2 separate regions of the Anas platyrhynchos genome follow, and region 2 is linked to region 1. A link is a contact called in public Hi-C data. All regions are on one chromosome and are shown on one strand. The core of a region is the stretch at or near the end of the contact, and the rest is flanking DNA. Distances in the headings are between cores, read along the strand shown.

The links. A called contact is a pair of places that touch in the nucleus more often than the background predicts.
Region 2: a contact with region 1 is called in a Hi-C map of liver, with 3 times the contacts expected there. The contact joins the enhancer-like site here to the promoter of MIOS in region 1. A contact is called at or near these places in 2 of 8 Hi-C or Micro-C datasets (F1 follicle and liver).

The regions. Positions count from the first base shown.
Region 1 is chr2:132,927,685-132,932,752 of IASCAAS_PekinDuck_T2T, forward strand. MIOS (meiosis regulator for oocyte development) reads right to left here and starts at 1,398. Exons shown (of 11, transcript XM_027450844.3): 1 at 1,288-1,398; 2 at 1-558. The coding sequence starts at 488. All of the region lies in intron 1 of UMAD1 (UBAP1-MVB12-associated (UMA) domain containing 1), which reads right to left.
Region 2 is chr2:132,984,020-132,988,948 of IASCAAS_PekinDuck_T2T, forward strand. All of the region lies in intron 1 of UMAD1 (UBAP1-MVB12-associated (UMA) domain containing 1), which reads right to left. All of the region lies in intron 25 of COL28A1 (collagen type XXVIII alpha 1 chain), which reads left to right. It overlaps LOC119716030 (a long non-coding RNA gene), which reads right to left. Exons shown (of 3, transcript XR_005263652.2): 3 at 3,225-3,990. Among named protein-coding and RNA genes, the nearest start is that of UMAD1, 45 kb to the right of the region's middle. Within about 2 kb of position 3,317, at least 2 of the 8 cell types and tissues checked have an H3K27ac peak or open chromatin away from gene starts, as enhancers often do.

The DNA.
Region 1 (5,068 bases), core at 148-2,647:
CTCACTTTCTCTGTAGCAACCGCAGTCTCTGGAGCATATTTGCTACTGATATCCCAGATGAGCACTGAAAAGTCAGCCCGATGTTTATCTAATCCAGCAGCAAGCCAGTTACTATCCAGTGGGTTCCACGCCAGGGTATTGCATTGCCGTGCGTGCTTGGGAACAAACTCTTTGCCTATCAAATCTTTAGATTTTGAGTTGTGATCCTGGCCAAGGCTCGTAAGTACCACTCGACCATTGGCCTGTCCAACGGCAAGAAGACATTCGGGATCATACTTTGGATACCAAGCCACGCATTTCATATATGGTGTATCTGAGTTTATGGACAACAGCGTGGCTGTAGTTTCTTCTGAGAGCCGCAAGGACCCTGCCTTGAGTTCTGAACTTACGGCAGAGTCAATGTGGTACAGGCTCAGTTCCGAATCACACACAACAAAGCGGTCAACATGGTGCGGGGCCCAAAGAATATCAGGTTTAGAGCCACTCATGTTTAGGGTGAGTTTACAAGCAGTTTAAACTCTTGTAGGAAGATTCAGGTGATATCCATTCATATGGACACTGTTGAGAAAACAATTTGTAGGAACGTTATCAAACGCAAATTTGTCATCTGAGATCATCTTACAGCAAACACAAATATGGTTCCAAATTACTTTTAGCCTCAGGATTTACCATGGATATATTTCAGGCCCAAACCCTCAGCATTCTCCACGTTACACCCCTTTCCCTGTCGCACGCGTTGATTTTGATTACACTGACTGAGGCAAAAATCAACACAGCCAAGCAGACAGCAGGGCCTGCTGTGTTTACAAACTCCGCAGCAGTGCGATTTTGTTATTAGGGAAGGAAGGATTAAGCGAAACACGGTGTGTGGGTGTGCTGCCAGTAACGCGCCACTCCCTAAAACATGAAGAAAACATCGCTGCCTCATTGCAGCGCGCTGGCTGACAGAAACCAGCCTCCCTGCTTCGTCTCAAGCCTGACCCTGTTTGAAGAGCTGCGTAAATGACTTTATAAACCATAAACGGCTTAAAAGAGCTGTATAAATATTTGATTTCCCACTCCTAACCTTACCCTGCTGCTCCCACCACACCTCAGCCCTCCCGACCTCGGCTCTTTCCCCACCTTCACGACCCCACGGCTCTGCCACCGCGTCCCCGTGCCCTCCTTCCCAGCAAACACAGGCTTGCACCGCGCTGACTCCCACCGCCCGGCTCCCCCCGGCCTCCCCCTACGTCCCCTCCCCGCTGCGGGGGGCGCGGGGGCCCCGCTCCCGCCCCGGCCCCGCACCTCAGGCCCCGCTCCGGCCCCAGCGCAGCCGCGCGGCCCCTTCCGGCTGCGCGGGAAGGAAGCGGCGGGGCAGGGCCGCGGGCCCAGGGCGCTTCCGGGGGCCGGGCGGGATGGCGGAGCGCGGGGTGACGTCACGGCAGGCGGGGCAGGGCGGGCTGTGAGGGAGGCGGAGGGCGCTCGTCTGTGGCTTGAGGAAGTAATAAAAAGAGAGGTTTTCTGTCCAGGTAGCTCGCCTGGAGTTTGTTTTTCTCCGTGTTTCCCTCACGGACGTGCGGATTTCCTCACACCTGTGCAATGAGCCCATGCAAACAAGGGCAGGGAGCTGAATAATAAAGAAAGGGTGCCAGGAGGTTTTCTGGTGGGAAGCCTGAGGGGTGAGGGGGGGTTCCTAAATAAAATGGTAATTCTGTGTGGAGTCGTACGCCTTTCTTTAAAAGTGATTGTGATGTGTTAGTGCAACTAAAAAATGAAAAAAAAACCAAACACCTACATAGTGCAATTGAAAATGAGCACACCTGTTGCAAATGGCAGCACAGCCAAGAGGACTCTGAGGTTATTGCCTGCCAGGAAGGTTGTGGCAACCAAGGACTTCTCTCTTTGCAGACACAACTTTTTCCTTAGTCCTCCCTTGTAACCAGCTTTGTGTGACTTCATTTCCAGGAAAAACTCCTTTCCCCCCCGCCCTCCCCCTGTCAAGTATTTTGTCCCCACAAATTGCACACAGGCACAGACCACAAATACCATGGGAATTAGCCTGTTATGTAAATGGCAAGGGGGATTGTCCAAAGGGAGCTTGGCCTAAACGAAGAGATTGCAGGATCTTAGTTTTATATCACGATGTATGCTGCTCTTTAGTTTTGTAGGGGTTGTTATTTTGTACATCTCCAAGAAAAAAATAAATACGTCTTAAGTGAAGTATTTCAGTGCTGAACAAAGTCTTCCCTAAATACCAGATTTTTTGCATTACAAGAACATGTTAAAAATGAAATATATTTTTAAGATTATTAAGAATAATAGAAATCCTTAAAACTAACTTTAAAATTATATTAGTATTCTATGCAGATGAAAAAAATAATAATTGAAAAATCCTATTCAGATATGAAACTTACTAATGCTTTTAATAGGGTGAAAGAGCAGAATGTGGGTCGTTGGGGCTAAAAGGGGACAGAGTAAGTTGCACTTCTAAATTAAAACATTTGGATGGTATGAAGTATGTGGTGCTTCAGAATCTTTGAAGAGATTCTTCAGAAGAAAAAAGCCTGTATTTCAGAAGAAATTGCTATTACTAGGGCTATGGTCACAGCAGAAAACAGTGACTTCACTAAGATGAGATTTTATCCTTCAGTAATATTTGGGACCTTGCATCTCTTGAGTGAATGAAGTTAAAGACAGAAAGATGAAATTGTTGTAATTTATATTGACAGTCCCCAGAAAGGGATGGAAAAGTCTGGGTAAAATGTCTGATTTCAGGCTCCTCCAAGGACAGACTGTGGCTGTCACCTGCATGTCCAACCTTTTTGCATTTAGTCCCTCTAGCTTCTCTCTTTTCAAGTTCTTTTCCCCATTCCAGTCTAAGTGTTTTTTGGTAGAGCGCAAATTACCTTTTTCAAAGGCTTCCATTTGGGACAAAATTCAGTAGATTTGCATATGAGCTACAGCAAGTACATCATTCTTTTATCTTCTTTCTCCTCCTTAAGCCATATACTTTCCAAAGTATACTTTACTGCTCCAAAACATTAAGAGTGGAGATTTTATTTTTAAAATAATACTTTTAACTCAAGAAAAACACCTGTTTTTTGTTAGCTTTCATCTTGTAAATGACTGAATTGCTTTGGCTAAAATTTAGAAAGAAAGACATCTGGCACAAATAGTTTCAGTTTATGTCTTTAAAGTTGCATAAAACTATAAACAATGAAAAGCAGAGCCTTAAATAGAAAATATTGGGCAACCTTAATATAAATGAGTGTTACATGGCCTGCCAGTAATTATACATGTGTTCTGTACATACTCTCTAGATGTGTCCTTTGCTTCACTGTTTTCAAATGTGCTCTGTAAAGGGAATTACAAGTGGATATGGAGTCTAATCCAAGCTCTGTAGATGCCAAACAAGAGCCTTCTTTTGACTTTGTACACATTCATGCTCAGAGGAGAAACAGCTGAACGCTCATTATCTAGACACACAGGATAATTTTTAAATTGCCTACATTATACTAAGTACGAAATACTGAAAAATAAGTATTATCACTGCTCAGATCACATGAATCATAACCAAATCCTGTGTTTGGTAATCCTGGGTATTTTTCCTTTCATTCTAGATATTGTATCAAAGACAACATGAAAATGTTTGTAAATTCCTCGAGAACAGTCATTAAGCAAAGTATTTTAACAAAGAGCTTAAAGGCAAACTAGGTTTGTCGAAAGAAAAATGAGGGTGTGATATGGTAACGTTCTGAAGGCATAAGAAACTCTGCCTCCTGTGGGGTTTGTAACATCCCTTCAGGACTAAGGGAATTATAGAAAGAAAAAAAAAGTTGGAACTTCATTCAAGTGAGGAAGGAATTCATCTCATATGAAAAAGGCATAAAACACCTTAAACTTGTAAGAAGCTTTTAGGCGGCCAAAGTGTTTTGTGAGACAACAAGCAAGACATGTTCATAACGTTTTCTGAATGTAAAAAAAGCAGATAAGATAACCTTACAGGGAGAGAGGGGAGAATTATGGATTATTTTTTTTAATGCAACCTGTAAAACATTATTATGCAAGCACTTGCAATCTATAAAGTGTCAGAAACTATAATGAACTAATAAGGAGCTATAAATGGCTTCAAAAGATTTGGATTGTTATGAAGGAGGATGGTTCAGGATATTGGCATATTGTTTTAAAATTGTTTTTTCTTTTTCTTTTTTTTTTTTTAACTAATCTTTAAGAATTAATACTGAATGCATTTTATTTTCAATTTATTTTTTGAAATCTGAAAATCCAACATTATGATTAGTAATTACTAATAGCTGTTAATAAATGAATATATTTCATTTCTTTCTTTTCTTTATACATAAAAACTGGAAGGTCTGTTTGGCTGTTAAGGACCTCAGGGACCTCAAGTAAGTGAAAAGTAAGGTACAGAAATACTCCTACAGTTTTCTGAGAGTTCATTTTGTGTTTCATACACATTCTATTTTTGTTGCTACATGGTACACCTTTGGGGACAGAAATAGTGCATTCTGGTAATTCCAAGAATTTGCTTCACATCTGGCACAGGTCACAGAACTGTTTTGGCACAGTCGGCAGCTCAGTTGGACTCTCCATATGTGCTGTGATACATTTTTCATTTTACTGAGGACCTGCCAATTCATTTCCCCTGCTGCTAGAATTTCTGGCTAGCTTCTCAAGTAGCCGAAGTGGCAGCTTCCATAGTGTCCCAAGACGACTGACAAAGTACTCCTTCAACAGCTGAAGAGACTGAAACCATTCAAATGGGCTGAAAACTGCTTGTTAAATAATTCTGTGCTGAATAAAAAATAAATAATAAAATAATAAAAAAAAAATCCCTTCCCATCAAAATGAAGAGAACCCTTGGCAGCAATTGCCCAACACACTTTTTTTTTTTTTTTTTTTTTTTTTTTTTTTTTTTTTTATTAGCTACTGTAGATGACAGATCCCTGATATTTTCTGTCTCTGCATTTGCCAGAAGGAGTCATATCTTCTTTTGGGTATTTTAACTTCTACAGTCTTTTAGAAGAGGAGTCAGAAATCTGTAGAGAGTTGCTTACTGTGACAGAGA
Region 2 (4,929 bases), core at 2,067-4,566, 58 kb after region 1:
CATGTAGAAGTTAGAATCCAATGCAAGTACAGTATTGACTGTACTTTAACATCTCCTTTTGTCTATGGCAATGAAAAGGGTAAAGGCCCCCAAGGAGTAGCAGAAGTAGAGGTTACTGGAAACAATTAAATATTATTAAAGTTACTAGAAAGCGATTCCCAAGAGAAGACTGAGTCTTAGTCTAAAATGAATATCAGCTTAGAGAAAAAAAAATTGATGGGAAAAAAAAAGAAAGATATGGAGATTAGAAATACATCACTTCCTTTTTGTTGTTGTTGTTTTTCCATAAAACACAAAATAGATAAATGTTAAAAGGTTCTAAGCAGGGTGTAATTGACTTAAAAAGTCACATTGTAACTACTGTGTTATAAAAACTTGGAAAAAGAAGAGACTTACACGTATGATGAAGATCATATAAGAAATTGCTTTAAAATATCCTGCAGAGTGGTTTTATTAATGATTTCCTTATTACATGTGTGAAATAGGAAACAGGGAACATGCTGCAATAGAAAGTAAAATAAATATTGCCCAAACAGAATTTTTCCCAAACAGAAAGGACTTTAAACTTTAGTTCCCAGAACATGAGAGCTCCCATTAAAAGCAAACAACAGTAATGTCTTTAAAATATATCCACAATAAAGAAAAAACTGAATGCCATTCATCCTTAGAATGACCAATAGCCTGCAGATAGGGACCTGAAAAACCTGGCTTTATACTTCTGTTCAGAGCTACCACTTATCAATATATTGAGATATTTCACATGAAATAATGTGGTTTAGAACATGACAGAACTACTAAAGAACTAAAAGTAATTTCAGTTATGCCATTTGGTATAGATTTACGGAAAATATATACAGCTAAACTAACTAGATATTTTATGTGAGGGGAATTTCTTTCTTCTTTTTTATCTTCTTTTTTTTCTTTTTTTTCAAATATAGATTTTACACTGGATATAATGCAGCCTTACAAGAAATTTTTCTTGGTACTACAGAAGAACATTCCATTACAGCCTAGGATATTGTATAAAAATATGAAGTCAGATATTACATAAAAATGTAACCTCTGGCTGCAAAATGTCTGGGGGCATCTTTCCATCTGGAATTCCCCTGTGCCTCCTACTGGAGAGTAGCATTTTCCCCAGAAAAAGGAATTGGAAGGTCATATCAGGTCATTGAATATCTCCCACCATGATACCATGGTTGAATGATTACAAAGCCCAGAAATAGACATCAAAATTTCAATGGGAATATAGGGGTTTGATTTAAAGAAACTTGAGTTAAACAAATACAAAATGTAAATAATGTTTGTTTGTTTGTTTTATTTTTCTGTTTGTTTGTTTTTAAATGAAAGGAAACTACTAGAATAACTGCAGTGAAATTTCTCACAGCTGGAATTTTTTATCTCAACCGTTGTGGTTGTGTTTCTGAAAAGCATCAGAAATATACGAAGTATACAGAAATAAACTTAAGAAAATCATAGTGCCTGGCTAATATAAGAGATCAAAAAGTGGATCACAACTCACATTTGTTCTTATAGTCATGAATCCATGTAATTGCTTGATCAAGCAGTTATTTGGCTGTATAGTTATTACGACAGTTCCAAACCAGATCATGACTGACAGAAGAACAAAATAGTATCATAAAATGCATTAGATGGGAGAAGGTAAGAGCTGTAAAGTAGAAGGAAATATATCCAGCTTTTACACTGGAGGATTTGTGATCTAGTCTTTTTATCACAGGCATTCTTATACCTCTGTAACTGTCATGACATAATAATATATATATATAATATATATATATATAAATAAGTCATATATTAGCTATTACAATACTGTGTTATATAGCCTAATGGGCAAGGCTTCAGAACCTGCAGTCAGTCTGGTTTAGGCAAGACACACACACAGACTCAGAATCTTCTTGCGTACTCCGCACGAGGGTTTTAGGCTGGATTGGAAATGTGCTGTTGAAATGAAGTAGTTCCAATTTACTGTGGTTTGGGTTATGAACCAAAAAGAGGTCAGAGCGAACGGTCTCATAGCACAAGAAATGGATTCTCTTCAGATGAAACTGAGCTAGATCATCAGAGCTGAGAGCATTCTTAATGCGCTTCTGCCACTAGTGGGTGATCAGCCCACAGGTCCAGGCTAGGAGCTGCCTGCGGTCACTGCAGATACATTGCTATTGGGCCTGTAGCACTGTTTGTTGGAGGGCATGTGCCATTAGAAGCTTCCTGTAGAGCAGAGATTTCGACTCCTCATAGCCAGTCATGGGGTAGATTGGGAATGTACCACATCTGTGGGATATGGAGAGGTGGCATCTCATTCTAGGAAGAATTGTATTATAAAAAAAAAAAAAAATCTGTAGAAATAACTGTCTTTGCAAATAACACAAATAACATAATTAGGGCAAACCATGCTCATATCAGATTTTGTTTAAAAAATCAAGCGTAGATCTGTGGGTTTGATTGTGTTGCAGTGTGACATTGCCATAAAATCTGGCTGCTGAGAGCACTGCTTATCTAGCGGTCTCTGTCAGAAATTAAAAAAAAAAAAAAAAAAAAAAAAAAAAACAGAGTTAAAAACACCTGATACAAAAACTTAATTTGTATTTTTAACTTTAAAATAGGCAAGTTTCTTTTTTTGTGATTGAACTAGATTGGTGTGTTAATGCTATAGGGTGAGAATGCGTACTGATTCTCTAAGTGGTGAGCAGCTGTTGCTTTTGCAATGTGGGACTGTTGTTCCAAAGCATTCATTATCTAGGTAAATAGTCACACCTGTGATGTAGTTCTGTGCATCCACACTAAACATGGTGGAGAGTACACTGGAGAAAAAGAAACAAAGAATATAAACAGCTTTTCTCCCTCCTTTCAATTTTGTATTCCTGCTTGCTTATATAAAGTTTGGAATCTTCAGTCTCTACAGAGCTTCCTGGTAGCAAAGGTGCTGCAAGGGAAAACAGTTCACCTGAATTGCAAAAATGCCCCTAGAACTTAGTTCATAAAGTACATAATCTTCCGTGTTTTTTTTTTTTTTTTTTATATTTGTTTGAATTTTAATAAAATATAAGTACACTGGCTATCCCTTATCCTTTCCACATTTAAAAACAACCAACCAACCAACCAACCAAACAAGTAAACATAAAATCCAGCAATCTCAGCATATAAAAAGAACATTTATTTGATAAAAGTGACTCATAAATTTACACGGTAGTTAATGTAAAATTCCTTTGACTGTCACTACATAAGAATGTTCCATTCAGCTGAATCAGAGTTCTGTTCTCCCCCCTTTCAGAAATGGCTCACATATGTGCACACTGCAAGATAGGAATTTTGTGTATCAGAGGTCAAATTCACATGAAAACACAATTGGAACATGTGGGATGCATTCAATCCTGGCAGCACCCTGTTTTCTCTAGCATTAAAACAGAGGCACATAATGTCAGAGGATTAAAAAAAGATATAAAAGCACTATTGCCAACTAGGGGGTGGGTTGCAGACATTCAAGAGCAAGAGCACATCACTAGAAATAAAGGTTCATTCTCAGTAATTGCACAACAGAAAGATTATTAAATTCACCAGCATAGCCCCTAGTGTATGAACGCTTGGGCTGGATCCATTTGCAATATAAATACCTTATGCAGCTTGGGGCCTGTCTATTTGAACTAAAATAGGGAAGGTGGAGATGCAGTTACTCTTTTCTTAGATGTTCTTATAAATACCCTTCTATCAACTAGTTCTCACTAAAGAGAGCACTGCAATGTCTCCTGCGTGTTTCAACACCAAATATACATGCCTCACAGTAAATGAGATGTATATGACGAGAAGCCAAAATTTATTTCCCAGGTGAGCATTAGCTCGTTAAATGAGTTTTCTTGATCCAGTGATAAGGAATAGGCATTGGAGTACCACACTTTCATTGTCTTGATGCAGCTCTTTCTTTCTTGTTTCAGTGGTGTTTTTCTAGTTCACTGCAGATGGTGACAAGCTTGTCTACAAGCACAGTGCAGAAAATAAATTAGAGCTCATCAAAGAGCAGTACTAATCCTTCTTGAAATGAATTCCCTGGAGGACAGCTTAGTGTCACATCTTAGAAAAAAGAACTGCTCCACTTCACAACTCATAAAGCAAAATAGAAGTATTTTTCCTAAGCCAAGAAATACAGAAACTTTGAGAATTACTATAAAGCTCTACAAAAGAGCTTTTCAGTGAGACATCTGGTATTAACTAAGCATGTGAAGCTAAAATTCAATCCTTCACCTGCAATGACCCTGTGTAAGAATGTGTTACCCATGGGAGGAAGAGAGACACAACTTCAAGTCCCTCATGTGCTCTTTTTGGTCAGGACTGATCCAAGAGCAAGTTGCAGGTACATTCAATACTGGAACACATGGAATTGTTTCTCTGCTGAGTAACTTCCCTTCACAGTGGCTTACAGGCTGCTTCACAATCGACAGCAGCCCAGAATCTCCAAAAAGCAATGCATACAGTAAAACCATATCTAAATAACCACCTCTTAGCTTTGGTACCTCTGGCGTGTTTCAGAGGCTTAGGCAGAGAAACCTTTGGCTGCTCTGTGCAACATCTGCTTAGGTTTGTTTGATGGTTTATGAGGACACTGAAGACTAATAGTTTTTCCCTTAATAACAGATGGAGCTAAATAAGAAGATGGCTGCATTTACCTAGACTCTGAGTATTTGCTAGTAATATGACAATCTGAAGCTAATGAAAATACTTTGCAGGAGGAACTGATAAACCAGGAAGGTTTTAATAGATGAGGAATATCTACCCTTCATCTCACTGCAGAAGGGCATTTCCCAGCACCGTGTGTCAGACTCTAGTGCTACAATCTTGAAGCGCTTAAGATTGTAATCTTTAAATGTTTACAGCTAGAATCTGCCACAAAATCAAAACAAAACAAAAAGTTCAAGG